3 separate regions of the Mus musculus genome follow, and all the other regions are linked to region 1. A link is a contact called in public Hi-C and Micro-C data. All regions are on one chromosome and are shown on one strand. Each heading gives the region's core, a stretch centred on a gene start, on an enhancer-like site or on the middle of the called end of the contact. The rest is flanking DNA. Distances are from core to core; before and after follow the strand shown.

Region 1 (3,294 bases), core at 352-2,851:
TCTGTGTTTCCCCAAAACAGGGGGTCTGGAGCTGCTAAATGGGAGAAGAAGGGCTCGGGGTGGGGGAGCAGCAGCTGGTCTCACCCGTAGAGAGCTCCACGCGGCTGGACTCTACCCACTCATTCTGAAGAAGGCTTACTAGTGCTTTGGCAGAGAATAAAAGGAGCCACGCAGCCATAGGAAGCCCCACGCACAGGTCTTTGTACCTTCTGCCTGGTGGCTTATTTGAAAAGAGTCCAAATAGTGCAGCCTAGAGAAGGAAGCCTTTCTGGATTTGGGCAGTTTTCCTTGTGCCGTGAAAGGCGTGTGAGAAAGGTGCCCTGGACAGGGCTGGGGTCGAACAGTAGAGGTCTGAGAACACGGTTAAAGAAGGCAGGGGCACTCTGAGCATTCCGGGCCATTAAAGACACCCACGAGGGGAAAGGGGCTAATAGTGAGCTCCAGGGTCCTCATAGATGGGACTGTCGTTCTAGCACTGTTGCCTTGGGGAACCCTGGATCTGACCTGACTCTGAACTCAGAACTGTGGCCTGTGGCCCAGATGAGGGCGCCACTGGCCTAGCTGAGCCTGGCTAGCAAGGCCTATGTGGGCTCTCGAACAGGCACCTGTTGGGCTACTGCATTCAGAGATGTCCTGTCAGACTATCCAGGCTTCTAGAACATTCCATGAGGTAAGCTGGACAGAAGATGCTGGACTTCCTGCGCAGCCTGGTCACACTGGTCTCCGTTCCAGCCTAGGATCCGACAAACTTTATTGAGAAGGGATGTGTGAGCTTCCAGATGACTTGGAAACAATCATGGCCTCTTTGCTCAAGTGTCTGAACTTTGTAAGGATAGACCCCCATTTGCTCCCATCTTGCCATGGCAGTAGGGACATCTGGTGGGGCCCTGTGACCATGAGACAGCAAGATGAAGCTGCTGGAGAAATGGGTGTCCCTGGCTTAGAGAAGTACCCAGGACAAATTGGCCACCCTGTCCACACAGGGCAGATCCACTTCGGGTGGGTATGTAGGGAGCCGAGGAGGACTCTGCTAAACCCCTAGAGCTGGGTCAGATGGTACCAGACCCGCCTGTGAGCATACGAGGGGCATGTGTGAGGGTGGCATGGCTGTGTGCTAATGTGGACTGTGAGACCTGCCCGCCTGCCTGTGAACTCTGTCGGTGAAGATGTGTGTTCTTGGACAGGAGACACTAGGAACGAACTCTGCACGCGTGTCAATGGGCGCCCGCGAGTGAGTGTCTTCTACAGGTGCAAGGACCTGAGTGCCCGAGTAGGCGAGACTGTTGGGCCGCCCGTCGAGGTGGCAAGGCGAGGAACCTTCCTTGCTTCCCCTCCGCTCGACTGGCTTTTTGACCCGGAAAGACCGGGACGCGGGCGGGGCGCGAGGGCGCGCGCGCGCGCGCGGAGGGGCCAGGGCCCTGAGGGCCTGGGGCGCGCGCCGCCGTTGCTAAGGCCGGCGGCGAGCGCGGGGCCGAGGGTCCCTAGCAACGGGCGCGGGCGCGCGCCAGCCGAAGGGGATGAGGGGGGGGGCGGGGAGGCGCGCGCGGGCGGCGGGGGCGGGCGCGCTGGGGCGCGCGCCCAGGCGGCCCGCGGGGATTTCCAGCGCGCGAGAGGAAGTGCCAGCGCGAGGGTGCGTGAGGCGGCGCGGCCGGCGGCCGCCGCGTGCGCGAGCCGGGTTGCAGCCCAGCAGGGACTTTCCAGCCGGCGGCGGCGGCGGCGGCCGCCGGCCCTTCCCCGCCCCCCGACATGGGGCTGCCCGGGGAGCTGGACGCTGCAGAAGGCGGCGGAGGATGCGCGCGGCGCCCCTGAGCCGGCCGAACGGGCGGGCCTCGGGGTAAGGTCGCGGGCCGGGGGCGGCGGGCGGCGGGGCGGCGGGCGGCTCCATCCCGGCGGCGGCCCCGGGCCCGGCGGGTCCTTCGCTGCCAGGCCCGGCCGCCTCACCGTCTGCGGTGCGGCCCGCCCGCCGCCCCAACTTTGGAAACTTTGTGTGTGCGGCCAGCTCCGGGCCCGAGGCGCCGGCGCTCCGGGCAGACGGGGCAGGCAGGCCTCGAGCCCTGGGTGCCCGCCCCGAGGGGTGCCGAGCCGTCAGCATCTCCGAGGCCCGGGGCTTTGGCGCGGTGCGGAGCGGCGGAGACAGGGTGCCCGCATAGATGAGCGTGCTCGCCCTGGCTGGTGGAGGTGGGTTTTTGAGCCATTATTTAAAAGTTTATACTGAGTCATTGCTCTGCAGATGAATGACTGATTCATAGTCGGAGAGCTGCAGAGAGGCTGGAAGGCAGGCGGTTCTGGGATCCAGCTGGGGCCGAATGCACACCTTCCACCTTCGATTAACACCAAAGGTCAGAGTGGGCTCCCCACGGGCGAGCCATTAAAACGATCCTTGCCGCGGGGCTTGCAGGTTTTGGAGGCGCCAGGCTATGGCTCATGTACGTTTCGCCACGTTTCTACACTGTCATCACCACCGGTTGGGGACCCGGGTATCAGGATTAGACCTTTAGAGAGAATTCTGCGTGGACAATTCTTTACCTTTAATTTAAAACGGCAACAACATGCAAATGGGTGAAGTGTTGTGGACGTGCTCTGAAATCGAAGAAGCATTCAGATTAATGATCGGTTGAAGGAACTGATTTTATTTTCACGGCTTTTGTACTGAGCTTTGACTCAGTTTTGAGAATGAAATAGAAGGGTGTGTGTGTGTGTTACGTACACACATTTGTAAGTATGCTCTTTTTTTGTGGAGTCTTAAAGGGTTTATCGAGTGTTGTATTGTCATCTTAATTTACATTCACAGCATACAACTGAAGAGGAGCCATAATTTTTTTTTTTTTGGTAGCATTTCTGTGACTAGATACACAAGTGAAATCTTTAGAAATGCTGTTTTGTATTGTGTGTAAAATGCTTATATGTAGAAATTGTTCAGGGGAACCCTCAGTCAGCTCTTAAAACCTTCTGGTGTTTTTCAGATCTTGGAAAATGGCCTGTTGAAAATACTGCATCATTGTAGGGTGTTTAGCAAAATAGTGTACAGCCATCCTTTACTTAAAGGAGAGGAAATGTTTCCCTTTTCGCCATATTGTGACATCTTATATATTAAGAACTAGTCTGAAGGTGAAAATTCTTTGGCCAGAGCAAATTGAAAACTGGGAAATTTATCACAGGAGTCAGAAAACCCTGTGTGTAGGGTCTGGTGATACATCCTGGCAGACCTTGGGGTCCAGCCTCACTGTTTGAAATCAGACCTTATCAGGGACAAGGTTTAAGATGTAAGGTGTCTCACCCAGACACCATCTGTTC
Region 2 (3,305 bases), core at 17-2,516, 410 kb after region 1:
TGATGCTGGTGTTTGAAGATCTGTTGTTTCACAAAGCAGGATACACCAGGATATCGGGGTGTTGGGGGGGCAGAACCAAAGCAAGCAAACAAAACATAAGAAGGAAAGAAAGCAAAGTTTAGTCACTCACAAGTTTAGCCATTTCTAAAGCTGTAGGAATGGGGTTCAGATCCTTCTATAACCAACACCACCGATGGCCTGGGTAAAGTAACCAACTTACCCAGACTTTAGGTCACGTGCTGTGCCTGAGCATCTTATGCGGCTACACTGAGGCTTAATGAATAACCGGCACAAGGTGGACTATTAGTAACAGTTTGTCTTACCCCGGCTCACATAGCCCTCCCTCCTCTACCAATGGATTCTCTCCTTAGAAGACATAAAGAGGTGACACGCTGAGCAGGCCTTCTAGAAGAGGCAGCATATTCAGAGTTCCACCTGCAGGTCACTCCCTGGTCCAAGCCTGTAGCAATATCGCTCTTCAGAAGACTGAAGTAAGAGAGGGAGAGGCGAGAGAGGAGGAAGGAGAAAGGGACAGAGGGGAAAAGTGAGGGATAGAGGGAGTGAGAGAACGAAAGGGAGAGGAAGAGACAGAGAAATATTGATTATATAAGCCCCTACCGGCATTTAGGATCTGATCCTGGGGGCGTCTACGTGATCTCATCGAGTCCCTCTTCCCAGCTTTTTGTGCTACCTTGTTATTTTATACTTCACTCTTTCATCCGAATGGGTATTCAATTGAGCCGGCTCCGATAACCAGTGGCTCCTTAGTCAGAGGCAAAAAAGTTCTTTGGCTGGATGCTAGATGCCTCGGTTACGAAGCAGGAGCCTGGCTCCTTCCTCTTCAGCTAGACCAGTGACTGCTGCTTCGCTGCTGGAGCTCCATCCTTTGCAGCGTGGCCGCGGGAAAGAAAAGTCAATTTTTGCAAACAGTAGGCTCTTCATGTGTAGTATAATCCAGACAGCCTAGATCTGTACTCTGCAAATGCCAGCCCAGCAGTCGGGCACAGGATGCCCTCTAGGGAAGTGGTCCGGAGGGGTCAGGGATGCCCAGGCAATCTGGACCATTGGAACTCTCCGCCCGCTAGAGAGGAGACCAAGCAAGACCTTTCCGACGGCACCACCCCCTCAGACCCAACAGGACGAGTCGCCCCTAGCAACAGCAGCCGGCAGCTAGCTCCGACCGCGCTGATTGGCGGAACTCCAGGCGGCCGTAGCGTCACTTCCGGCAGCCGGAGGCAGCGGAGGAAGCCGAGGCGCGGCCATCTTGAGTCTGTAAGGCTCCTGAGGTGCCGGGAGCGGCGGTGGCAGCCGGCAGGGCGAGGCCGGGCGGAAAGCGAGCCGGAGAAGGGAAAGCAGCCGGGCGTGGGCGCCTCCTCCGCGGCTCCCTCCATGGTCGGCGCCTGCAGGCCGCGGCGGCCTGTCTTGCGCTCCATCTCCGCTCCATCCTCCTGCGCTGCTGCCTCTTCAGGGGCTGCCGGCCGCGCCGTGTCGAGCCCCCGGGGCTGAGCTCCGCGGCGCTGCGGCTGCGAGCGGCGAGGAGGCGCGGGGCCCGCGAGGCCCGTGAGGTGCCCTGAGGCTTGCGGCGGCGGCCAGCCGGCCCGCTTCCAGTGCGGCCGCCGGCGCTGGGGGAGAATGAGCCCCGGGGCCCGCGGGCGCACGGCCCGGGCCAGGCCGGAGATCTAGACTCCGGCCAGGGAGGGCAGGGCCCGGAGGCTCGCGGCCGCTGCTCGCCGGCCGCCCAAAGCTGGGCGGTTTTGTTTTCGCCTTGGCGTTGTGCGGAATCAAAGCGCAATAAGATGTCCACTAGGACCCCTTTGCCAACGGTGAATGAACGAGACACTGAAAACGTGAGTGGACTGCGCTGCAGGGTGGCAGACCCTCAGGGTGGTAGCAGGGGGATCCAGCCCAGATGCTCCAGGCAGGGGTCAAGGCGCAGCCCTGTCCTGCGGCGCGCGTGCGGCCTGCGCGCTGTCCTTACGGTCGGCTGAGCATTACCCGTCCGTGCGCTGCTGCGGCCAGTGCGCGGTTGAACACAACTCTCCTCTTAACGTCGGGCAGGGTCTGAGCCTGCCAGTCAGACCTAGGTGCAGATTAATAGGATCCAATCGGGTCGAGCGGAGCGCCCTTTAAAAGGGGACTAAGTTTAATGACAACTGCCAAAACTAAGTGCCCCGTGGAGAGATCCTTGTGGGCCCCCGTAGTTCCCGCACTCACAAGAGTAGTTCTCTGCTCCAGAGCCGCTGCCTTTATCAAGGAGTAGCTTCCCGTCCTTGGCAAAGCTAAATCTGTTCGGAAGCAGCGGGCTGAGTGTTTTGAGAAGCAGATGTGAAGCTCTGCTCTGTTCTGCTGCCCGGCCGAGGGACACCCACTGGGTTGCCTTTTCCTTCCGCTGCAAAAGGTTGGCTTGGAGTAGCTCTCAGGCCCGGTCCAGTGTGCACACCCAGCAAATCTATGTAAAAGGATTTTGTTGGAAAGGACCTGCAGAACCAAACCAAACCACAGCCTGGAGCAGCATTGCTAGGGAGTGACAAACGTGTAGTAGAAGTTCTACTGAAGAAATGTTTGACCTGCCCAAGTGTTTTTTGAACTCTTCTTCCGCATCGGATTCCAAAGTGTTCCAGCCTAGCTTTGTCCTCTGTAAAGCATTTAGTAAATAACTTGTAAAGAAACTTCACTGGCCTTTCATTATGCGGAGCTATGAGGTAACTGCTGGCAAGAAAATGCAGTCTCTTTGGAAAAGCTTTCATGCTTCGGGTGTTTTCATGCTTTGAAAACCATCCTTAGACATGGTGACCTAGTGGTATCAAATGCCTTCATTTTAATCTTCAAAATGACACTTGTGCTTGATAGCTATTAGGTAATTTAATCTATTTGGTCTAAGTCATCTCTGTGGTGTGTTACTATACAGTTGTATATGTTCTTCCCCCTGAGATAGATAGAAGATTTCCTAACTGGGAGAGCTTAGACTAGACCTTTTCCCTCCTCTTCCTTCCTCACCCTTCTCCCCTTCTTTCTCTTTTTTTTCTCTTCCTCACTTCTTTGTTCCACAGTTCTTGCTGTGTTGCTTGGGCTGTCTAAGGGAGCCTCTGCCTCAGTTTCCCCACAGCAGAGGATACAGACACATCCACCTGAGACCTTTCCTCTTTATGTTCTTTTGAAGAAACTTATCTTTGACCTGATTGATCATCATATTCTTTGGCTACCCTAAAAAATGAAGCAAGTAAATCAGTTGATTGGCTTTGATCATTGAAATCAAAACTTTAGGTAGAACTAGAACTTATGCTTTCTAAATTGAAGAAACAGGT
Region 3 (3,078 bases), core at 332-2,831, 510 kb after region 1:
ATGTTACACAAATTAGCTTTCTGTTCCCCATCTGTAAAGTGGTCATAAAATTGTAAGGAAGAGGATTCAATGACATGAGAGTGAACTGGCCACATGAAGCATCTGTTCTTATTAGAACTCAGTGCATAAACTGCGCTGGGAAATCTCCCCACCCTCACCTCACCAGCTAGGGTCTTAAGCTGCTGGTTCTGCTTGAAGACTCCAGGCTGAGGCTGGGCATAACAGATGACTAGTTCTGAGAAGATGGACTGTAGAAGAGGTACACAGGAAGAACTGAGAAGCCAGCAGTGGGCAAGTGGAACCAAGCCCCCCCCCCCCCCCCCGTTGAACTCATAGGTTGGGTGGGGATGTAATCAGGCCTGGTCTCCATGCCACCGAGAAGCTGAGGAAGAGGAACCTCCCAGGAGAAGTGAAAAGTCTAACTCTCCAGAGGGGCAATTAGGATGTGTATTGGGCTGTGCACCACCAAGGGAATGAAGTACCCTGTTAGAACAGGGGTTGTGGGGGCAGGGAGGATGGGATAAGGAGTTTCTGAAGGGAAGTCCTGGAAAGGGGAAAACATTTGAAATGTAAATAAATTATTCAATAAAGACGAAAAAAAGAAAGAAAAGGGTTGTGGGGCTGTGGATATGGCTGGGATGTCTCAGCTGAAGACATGGGCGACCAAGAAAAACCCTCACTGTCTGTCCTTCCAGGGCTATCATACTAAGGTCAATCAGGGCAGAAATTTGAGGAGGTCTGAAGTCAGGCACCTGAGTTTCTAGGGCAAGGACATCACAGGTTGGCCTAGCCTGGCCCCAGAGGATCCCTATAGGCTGGCGGGATTCTAGAAAAGGCAGGCTGGGTCAAAGTCTCTTCATGGAGAGTGCAGCCTTAAGCTGGTCACTGCTGCTGGTTCTGCATAGCTAACGTTTCCTTCTCTTCTTTTCTACCAGCTGAGGTGTGCAGGAAGGCTCTCCACTCTCTCTGCCCCATGCCTGCCTACTCCCCTCTCCACTGCACACCCGGAGGAAGAATCTTCCTTCACTTCATAGGCTCTCAAGATGCCAGGGATCCTGGAAAGGGACGCTTTGTGCCCTCCCCCTCAGGCAGGACCTGGCCTAGGGCCACTTTTGCAGAATACTCCAGACTAACTCTACTCCTTTTACTCGGCCCAGCCCTAGCCAAAGTCTTTGAGCTAACCCTCATCCCTTTGCCTGCGTTTCCACTTTATGGCATTTATTCTGGAGCCCAGACAGGGTGTTTCAGAGCTGTTTGCAATGACAAAAATGTCCTGGTGGGCCATAGTAGGGAGGTCCTGGGGTTACATAGTTGTCAAAGTGCTCTTTAGGGTCATGCGTATCCCGCGGGCAGACACTTCGTGCACCGGGCAGCCCTAAAAGGCCGCGCGCGGACAGGCCGCGGGCGAGCAGGGGACTTTTATTTCGCACAGCGCTCGGATCTCTTAGGCAACGTGCAAGCCTGCACAGAAGAACACAGCCGAAGAGACGCCAGCCAGAAAAGGTCCTCTGGGAGCACGCAAAGGACAGCGCGGCGACTCCCAGAGAGCCCTGCGTTGGTTTGACGTCATCAAAAAGCACCGGAAGTGCTACGGCCGCCGTGGAGCCACGTGTGGAGCCGGGAGCCGGTTTATGCTGCGTGAGTTTCCGAGCTGGGAGCGGCGCTCCGGGCTTGCTGGCAGGTCCCGTGCTGTTCGGCGGGAGGCCAGCCTTCCCTGCCGTCGGGAGCCCTCCGTGGAGACTCTGGGCAAGGGGCTACGGGGATTCCGGGCTCGGAGGTGGCTTCTCTCCCCTGCTGTGCACGCTATCAGAGGCTGCCGCCTTCACACTAGGGGATTCTGGTTCTTCATGTGTGGGAATCCTTGGGCTCCTGTCGCTGTGCACTCTCTTGTGTACTCCGAGAATAGAGACCTCCAGAAGGGCTCCATATGTTAGGCTAGAGTGCAGCTCTGTTGGGTTGGCTAAGCAAGTCCGCTAACCCTGCTCAGAACCCAGGCCCCACAGACCTCTCTGTCCAGACCACAGATCTTCATCCTGCCTCCTGGTCCTCTGACCTCACGTCCACACACCACTTCTCCAGGTCCCTGACCCTTGGCAAACGTTAACACCATGAGTTTCGTGGCATACGAGGAGCTGATCAAGGAAGGCGACACAGCCATCCTGTCACTGGGGCACGGCTCGATGGTAGCAGTGCGTGTGCAGCGTGGGGCACAGACCCAGACCCGGCATGGCGTCCTGAGGCACTCGGTGGACCTCATTGGCCGCCCATTTGGCTCCAAGGTGATTTGCAGCAGAGGCGGCTGGGTGTATGTGCTGCACCCCACTCCTGAGCTCTGGACAGTGAACCTGCCCCACCGCACGCAGATCCTCTACTCCACCGACATTGCCTTGATCACCATGATGCTGGAGCTGCGTCCCGGTTCTGTGGTCTGTGAATCAGGTGAGCTCCTCTGGTATGAGCTCAGATAAGACGGTTTGCAGCCGATCCTTCCTGCAGTTGTGCGCTGAACTACTTGGTTCTTCTAGCTTTTATTTAGCAACTCCGCTTGCAAGGGAGGGTGTGGCTGCAGGGAGTGAAGCCAGAAGCAGTACTAGCTGCTGTCATCGAAATGGCAGCTGATGGGAGCTAACCTGGGTTGGAGAAGAAAGAGGAGGAGGTGCCCTATGAGGTCGGAGCTGGGATTGCTTGATGCTGGCCAAGGTGCTGACTGCTTTTTTTCTAGGCCAGCTGCCCCTTCCTGGAGGGAGGCTGGATACTCCAGAGCTCATTGCAGAGAGAAGTCTGTCCCACACTTACAGCCAGGCCCTTCCCTAGTTCCATCGAAGATTAGCACTGTCACTGATACGAGGCCAGGTGGTAGCTAGAAGGGTCTGAGCTAGCTGTCTCTCACATGCCCACCCTTAGGTACTGAGGCCACTGGATGCAGCAATCTAGGCATACACCTCTGCCAAGAATGACCCCGGGGATCAGATGGCTAGATCCTTGGTGGTGTGTTTCTTGTGGGCTAAGAGGCTGAGGTCCAGAGTCACAAGAGTTCCCATTCTCCCGGTTGTTGCTGGCTTTCTATTCTTTCCCTCT

What was found. A called contact is a pair of places that touch in the nucleus more often than the background predicts.
Region 2: a Micro-C map of embryonic stem cells shows a contact between it and region 1, with 2.5 times the contacts expected there. The contact joins the promoter of Mark3 here to the promoter of Traf3 in region 1. A contact is called at or near these places in 2 of 39 promoter capture datasets (both in liver), 1 of 484 Hi-C or Micro-C datasets (embryonic stem cells), 3 of 115 datasets of contacts at active chromatin or transcription factors (effector CD8 T cells, memory CD8 T cells and microglia) and 1 of 9 other capture datasets (liver).
Region 3: a Hi-C map of CD4 T cells shows a contact between it and region 1, with 4 times the contacts expected there. The contact joins the promoter of Trmt61a here to the promoter of Traf3 in region 1. A contact is called at or near these places in 2 of 39 promoter capture datasets (both in liver) and 1 of 484 Hi-C or Micro-C datasets (CD4 T cells).

What each region holds. Positions count from the first base shown.
Region 1 is chr12:111,164,769-111,168,062 of GRCm38.p6, forward strand. Traf3 (TNF receptor-associated factor 3) reads left to right here and starts at 1,602. Exons shown (of 12, transcript NM_011632.3): 1 at 1,602-1,834. All of the region lies in intron 2 of 4930595D18Rik (RIKEN cDNA 4930595D18 gene), which reads right to left.
Region 2 is chr12:111,573,255-111,576,559 of GRCm38.p6, forward strand. It overlaps Mark3 (MAP/microtubule affinity regulating kinase 3), which reads left to right and starts at 1,267. Exons shown (of 18, transcript NM_001370744.1): 1 at 1,267-1,847. The coding sequence starts at 1,797. 2810029C07Rik (RIKEN cDNA 2810029C07 gene) reads right to left here and starts at 1,148. Exons shown (of 2, transcript NR_045295.1): 1 at 619-1,148; 2 at 1-486.
Region 3 is chr12:111,676,524-111,679,601 of GRCm38.p6, forward strand. Trmt61a (tRNA methyltransferase 61A) reads left to right here and starts at 1,582. Exons shown (of 4, transcript NM_001099793.1): 1 at 1,582-1,638; 2 at 2,080-2,439. The coding sequence starts at 2,109.